Linked DNA regions of Mus musculus: region 2 is linked to region 1. The links are chromatin contacts, called in public Hi-C maps. All regions are on one chromosome and are shown on one strand. Each heading gives the region's core, a stretch centred on a gene start, on an enhancer-like site or on the middle of the called end of the contact. The rest is flanking DNA. Distances are from core to core; before and after follow the strand shown. Region 1 overlaps Arhgap6 (Rho GTPase activating protein 6). Region 2 overlaps Arhgap6 (Rho GTPase activating protein 6).

What was found. Hi-C and Micro-C count contacts between places; a contact is called where the count stands out from the background.
Region 2: a Hi-C map of the G1E-ER4 cell line shows a contact between it and region 1, with 4 times the contacts expected there. The contact joins two enhancer-like sites. A contact is called at or near these places in 3 of 39 promoter capture datasets (3T3-L1-derived adipocytes, hippocampal neurons and pre-B cells), 1 of 15 datasets of contacts at CTCF or cohesin (pro-B cells), 8 of 484 Hi-C or Micro-C datasets (the G1E-ER4 cell line, the HPC-7 cell line, embryonic fibroblasts and 3 more) and 1 of 9 other capture datasets (adipose tissue).

What each region holds. Positions count from the first base shown.
Region 1 is chrX:169,106,027-169,109,475 of GRCm38.p6, forward strand. The region is part of intron 1 of Arhgap6 (Rho GTPase activating protein 6); the gene reads left to right. Among named protein-coding and RNA genes, the nearest start is that of Amelx, 79 kb to the right of the region's middle. Within about 2 kb of position 1,620, at least 63 of the 459 cell types and tissues checked have an H3K27ac peak or open chromatin away from gene starts, as enhancers often do. A contact at or near this core is called in the G1E-ER4 cell line, where this site is marked.
Region 2 is chrX:169,297,684-169,300,945 of GRCm38.p6, forward strand. It overlaps Arhgap6 (Rho GTPase activating protein 6), which reads left to right. Exons shown (of 13, transcript NM_009707.4): 11 at 2,380-2,654. Among named protein-coding and RNA genes, the nearest start is that of Hccs, 21 kb to the right of the region's middle. Within about 2 kb of position 1,543, at least 3 of the 459 cell types and tissues checked have an H3K27ac peak or open chromatin away from gene starts, as enhancers often do. A contact at or near this core is called in the G1E-ER4 cell line, where this site is marked.

The DNA.
Region 1 (3,449 bases), core at 370-2,869:
AGTACAACATGTGTATCTTCCATGCTGAGAAATAAACAGCAAGCTCACCCTCTGTAAACAGTAATCCAATATGCTACGCAAGGGTTACAGATGCATCCATTTAGATAAACAGTCAGAGGCCTTATTAATAATTAGTCCTTGTGCAAGAACTGTGGCGATCAATACTACACAGAAAAGTTTTTCTGTAACCACTATACTTTTTTCTGAGCCTAGGGCAGTGTCTGACACATAGGAGGAGGCCAACTGAGGTTTGTGAGTAAGTGAATCAGAGGACATTCTGCAAGTTTGGAAAGAGGAACTTACAGTGGCTCCTGATTTAGTTCTTTTGCAGTATGCAGAGTTGCTACAAGTCAGGTCATGTAGCTCAGTCCAGGTCAATGCGGGAAGTCAGGAAGGAGAGGCCAAGGCTTGACCTTGTGGCTTTGCCAGCTAACCCTCTCTTCTAGCTTTGTTTCCTTCTTGTGGAGAAGCAGATGTGCCTGCCTGATAGGGCAGATGCCTGAAAGCCCCAGGTCTGGAGGAGGTAACATCCTGGCCTCTCGTGCTTCCTGGGTGATTCATTAACCAGCTATGAGCACAAGATCTGTCAGTCACTTCCAGAAGCTCAGCCACATCAATGCTCTTGTGATAATGGGTTCAAGATCCAGAAAGTGCAACAACTCATGGCAAATTATTAAAAGCTATAACCTTGATGTAGTACATGCTTTGTAACGTTAAAACACGTTTTTTGACCGCCTTTCTATTCTATTCTTTTAGTTGCAGATGAACGTACTGGGTCAATTTGTCATTATAATAAAAGAGTTATCATATATGAATCAAACACAGGAACTACAGATCTCAATTCCTCTGATCTCAGAGGACAATGTATGTCATTTTATTCAAATTCTATATAGTCCTGCTTCCTATCATCCAATTGTACCTGTAGCTTCAAAATTGTTCTTCTTTGCTGTTATATCATGTTAAGTCTCTGCCTTGTTAAACAAACAAACAAACCAAAAAACCAACCAACCACACAAACAAACAAACAAACAAACAAAATCCTCTTCTAAAACCCATTCTCTTTTACAACTGTATATCTATTAAGGATGGCTCATATATGATCTTTGTCTTTTCTTCAGCCCTCTGCCAAGGTAGCTTGTGTATCGTCATTCTTTTGTGTCTCTTTTTCTCCAGTTTGTGGGAGCCATCACCTGCAAAGTCATATGCTCAGTTCTTACTGCATTTAAACTCTGTAGCCTTTCAAGCCAAATGCCTCTGCTGCTGCTCCTTCTTCTGCTTCTTCAAAATATTTTTTTTAAACAAATGTATTTATTTTTTATGAGCACTGATGTTTTGCCTGAATGTCTGTCTCTGTGCAGTGGTTACTGGAGTTACAGTTATACGCTGCAATGTGGGTGTTGGGACTTGAACCCAGGTTCTTTAGGAAGATGAGCCAGTGCTCTTAACCACTGAGCCATCTCTCCAACCTGCAAATGCTTCTTTCTGTCAAACTTTGTTCCTTTTTATCCCCACAGCTTCCTTTTATTTCTACTCTTATCTTTCTAAACACTATGTTGTGGTCGTCCCTGCAAGCATTAGATTTCTCATCTGCTTCTTAAGCACATTTCCATCACAGATCTCCTATCCTGTCATAGTAGATGCATTTATTTCACCCTGTCAGTGACTGCAGTTTCAATGCTACAGTCAGGCTTCACTATTTCAAGCATGACAACACCATTGTAAAAGTACAAGGGAAAGAATGTAAGAGAAAAATCACATTTTAGCTTTTGTGAAAAATGAAATACCATTGCACACAGTACTCCAAGGCATAGCTCACTGATAAACACTTAACTTTTAAAACTCTCTCAACGTCCTACTTCACTCTAGTCTTGTTTCCCCGCAACCCCTTCTTCCCTGGTTTCTGTATAGTTGTATCATCTGTTGTGTGCTAGTTTCTACTTTATCGTTCTTTGGCATGTACCCTTTATTCTTCAGCTTAGAAGACTGCTATAAATTTCATTTTGCCTTTAGTGTTTTTGAAATTTGGAGGCTTATCTATATATCTGAATGGAGTGATGAATGAACATTTCAGTTATATACTTTGACTTCTTTATGTCCTCAATGGTTGCTAGTGACACAACCAGTGCCACTTATTAAGTAAAATGTTATAACACTTACCATTACCCTTTATGTTGCCTTTAACCTTCACATACACCTTAGAAAAGATGGTGTAAGGAACTGAATACTTGTGCACCTTCCTGAAATTCTGTAATTCTGTCTCTGAATGTGGTGAGATTTTAGATGGAGCATACAACAGGTGATTTGGTTTAGATTGTGGTAAGGAGGGTGTGATCATAATGAGCTGAGTGTTCTTAGAATAACGCAGAGTTTTTCTGCCATGTTTAGACACAGAGGACAGGCAGCTGTCTGTACATCAGAAAGTGTCTTCACTAAAATTTGACTATACTAATACCTTGATCTCAGGATTTCAGTTTAGAGAACTGTGAGAAATCCATGGCTTATCATTTAAACCAAGCAAGCCACTCAATGTTACTTGTTGTGGTAACTTAAGAAGCTAAGGAAAAAAGTATCCCTCCTTCTTACATTTCTACCTTTTCAAAATTGTATTTTTAATTCTGTGTAGGTCTTTGTATCTATTTGTGGGTATGTATACATGAGTGAATGTGCCCACAGAGAGCAGGCACCAGGTCCTTTGAATGGGGCAATATAGGTGGTTTTGAATCGCCCACTATGGGTCCTTGAACTAATCTTGAGTCTTTTACAACAGCAGTATGTATCCTTAACTCCTGGGTAATCTATCCAGCTTATTGCCCCTAATATAAAAAGAAGCTGATCTTTCAGTGTGAATTGTTTGCTGTATATCACAGTTCCAGTAAATGACAAAAACAATAATCAAAACCATTGTAATTGTTTATTTTGACTACCTAATGGAGAAATGCAATGTGACTTTCTACATTCGATATAAATGAACAAAGGTCTTTTAATGATTGGGAATCTAATATATGCAATGAATTTTGTAATTGTTTTACTACTTTTTATTTTGGGCCCAAAGATAACAATACATCATTCTAGTAATCCACATTGCTTAATATTCTAAAGACAGTCATTGAGATATGTACCGACTAAAGTGATTAAATAGCGATTGGGGGGTGGGGTGAGATGGTTCCATAGACAAGCCTAGTCAAGGCTGAATTTTTATATCTCAGTTTTATCCCTGGAATTCACAGTGGAAGAAAAGAACTGATTCCAAATGCTGTCTTGTTACCTGCAAGAGTGTATTGTAGCTGGCATGCATGCTGCACATACGAACACACACATCATATATATATATATATATATATATATATATATATATATGTGTGTGTGTGTGTGTACATATACATATACAATTTGTTGTCCATTCACAATTCTAAAAATTTTAACTTGTAGCATCATATAACAAGGGTGGT
Region 2 (3,262 bases), core at 293-2,792, 190 kb after region 1:
CTACTAAAATCAGCCCAATAATCAGATCCGTGGCCCTTGTGCTTCTGAATCTAATACAGTCATTTCTTTCAGTGTTCATAATAAACCTCTCTCCAGAAGAGCCGCATCCCACAACAATAGGCAACTACCCATTTGTATGAATTTGTGTCTCCCTACCTAGAATTAAGAAGAAGATTTTTGCCTTTAATTAGATATGGTGGTGAGTTTCCTCACCCATTTCCAGCAGAAGCTGTTAGCTTTTTCTTGATTTTATTTCCTTCAAATTCACTGGCAGCAAATTCATGTCTGGAAAATCATCCCCATGGCTGTCCTTTGGCTCCTGCCTATAAGATTGTGTGATATCAGTTCAAAGACGAGGCAAGCAAAGATCTTAGTTATTCTATGTGGGTAGGAAATATCCTCATCAAAAGAGCTAGAGTCCAGGCTGCCTCTGACAGGCATGGCATATCACAAATGCCAGGACGTTTTCCCCTGGGTACTAATCCTTGCTGGAAACCTGAGATAAAGCTAGGGCCCCAATGAATCCACTTCCTTCATTTTGCATGCCAAAATCCATTTGGCTGGGAGAGGATTGCTCTGTGTATGTTTACCTTCTTTGAAACCACAAAGGATTTGTTTTGAAAACTGCAACAAATGGAAACCAAAGACCAGTAAAGAGAAGCAAATTGGGTAAGGGTGTGGGGAGGCAGAAGCACATTGTGAAACATTTAATCAACCTTTGATCATTTCCCTTTAAGATGTCAGGGTCACTGTTTTGAGGAAGGTAGAAAATAAAGATGTTTCCAGGTAAGACTTTGCCCAGTCCTGACATTCCTGGTATTCTCATTTTCCTGCTTCATTTACATTTTCTGTTATTTCTGTTGCTATGACAACTCATAAGTATGGATGCTAATGGTATGTGAGATAATGCTATAGTTTACACAGCAAAACAATGCCTTGCAACTTCATGTTCTATGTATTTACATACACTCGGGTCTTTAATAAACTAATTTATTTACCAGTTTAGCCACCTCTTCATACATAGATATTTCCACCCGTAGCACCATTGTCTTCATCACAGGAAGTATAAATTAATTTGCTAAGTGTACAGAGGGAAAAGAAAAGTTTACCCCAAAGCAACAATGAACTGTAAGTTGGGTTTATTATTTTAGGGGGAGACTTTTATTTTTATTCCTTTATTAATCATTTTATTTGTTTACATTTCAAATGTTATCTGCCTTTCTGGTCTTTCCTCCACATATCTCCCACCCCTCCCCCTCCCCTTTGCCCACACACCTACTTCTACCTCAACCCTCTAGCATCCCCCCTCTCTGGGGCATCAAGCCTCCACAGGACCAAGCACCTCCCCTCCCACTGATGCCAGATAAGGCAGTCCCCTGATACATATGTAGCAGGAGCCATGGACTGCCAATGTATACGTTTTAGTTGGTGGTTCAGTCCCTGGGAGCTCTGAGGGGTCTGGTTAGTTGATACTGTTGTTCTTCCTATGGGGCTCCCCTTCAGCTCCTTCAGTCCTTCCTCTAACTTTTCCACTGGGGTCTCTAGGTTCAGTGCAGTGGTTGGCTGTGAGCATCTGTATGTCTTAGGTGCTGGTAGAGCCTCTCAGAGGACAGCCACACCAGGCTCTTATCTGCAAGCACATCTTGGCAATAGCAATAGTATTGGGGTTTGGTGTTTTCAAATGGAATGGATCACACAGTAGGGCAGTCTCTGGATGGCCTTTCCTACAGCCTCTGCTCCATTTTAGTCCCCAAATTTCCTTTAACTCAGAATTGTCCCTGTCTAGTCTAGATTAGTTTTAATTCAGAAGACTGAGGAAGGAAAAAAAAAAGTCATCGTTTTCTTTTCCTTGCTTAATAGTGACCCCCGCCCCCAAGGCTTTCACCTTTAAATATAATCAGGCATCAGTCCATGAGGCACTCCAGCAATGCAAGGTGGTGACAGGGATCCATCTGTATTTACGTCCTGTTTTCGTTAAACCTCTTAGGTTTTACTCCTCTCTGCCAGTGGGCAGCATTGTGGAACACAGGCATGTGTGGGTTCATCTCCCTTCCAGTTGACCCATGCTTTATGACATTTGTGTGGATTTACTGCTCTCTGCTGGTTTAACACTGGCAACTACAGCAGAACTTGATTTTCTCCTCTGTCACATCCTTCACCAGCTGCCACGTCTTGTTACATTTGTTGTGTTTTCCTGCCATCTTGTGATCATTTTATGGAAAATGCTTTCGCATTACTGGTAAGGATGTGTTTGTTGGACCATTGCTCAAAAGGTCTTTTTATTTCAGCCTCCATGTCCATGTCTTCGAAATATTCCATTGGCAATTGTGTAATATCTGAATCTGATCATACTTACACACCTGTATTATCTTATGCCAGGAGCCCTGACATACTTCAGACGGAAGTTTCCTTTTCCATGGGAGGGAGGCATTCATCTACAGATTCCAACAAAGCCTCCAGTGGAGACATCTCCCCTTATGACAACAACTCCCCAGTATTGTCTGAGCGCTCCCTGCTGGCTATGCAAGAGGACAGGGCCCGGGGGGGCTCGGAGAAGCTTTATAAAGTGCCAGAGCAGTATACACTGGTGGGCCACTTGTCATCGCCAAAGTCAAAGTCAAGAGAAAGTTCTCCTGGACCAAGGCTTGGAAAAGGTAACTGAAGCCTGGCTGGGACAGCCCAATTGCTTAATCACCTGCCTGTGGATGCAACATGGGTGGGCCATATTGGACCTTCTTCATCAGGCCCTTGTTTATTGTTTCTGCAATTCGAAGAACATTTACTGAGTATCTGCTAAATACAAAAGATGGGAGGAAGGGATGGTAACCCCAAGGCATTGACTCAGAAGGTCCTTTCAACCTCTGATTCTCAAATACCTGTGAATTGAGTGTATGCCCCAAACAGCAACTCATTTTCCCAAATGACCTTTTAAGGTATCCAGAGGGTTTGCATTGCTTAGTTGCTAGTCTAAGATGTCACTCAATTTTTCATAAAGCAAAGGTGCTTAATCTACCATATAACAATGCAATGTACCAAAACCAGACAATGTCAGCATCCAGGGACAAAAAGCACTAGCCTGGGTATCACAATGATGTTATGCCAATTCCAGCTATCAGGATGTCAAAGGAATAACTAAGTTCCACAGAGGCCCATGGACTCCTGATGGGATAACTAAGAACGGTATGAATGTTCCATGTATTGGCTCATCAGTGAATCTACAAGTAGTCATTATTGCAACACTTACCATGGAATACATCCTGGC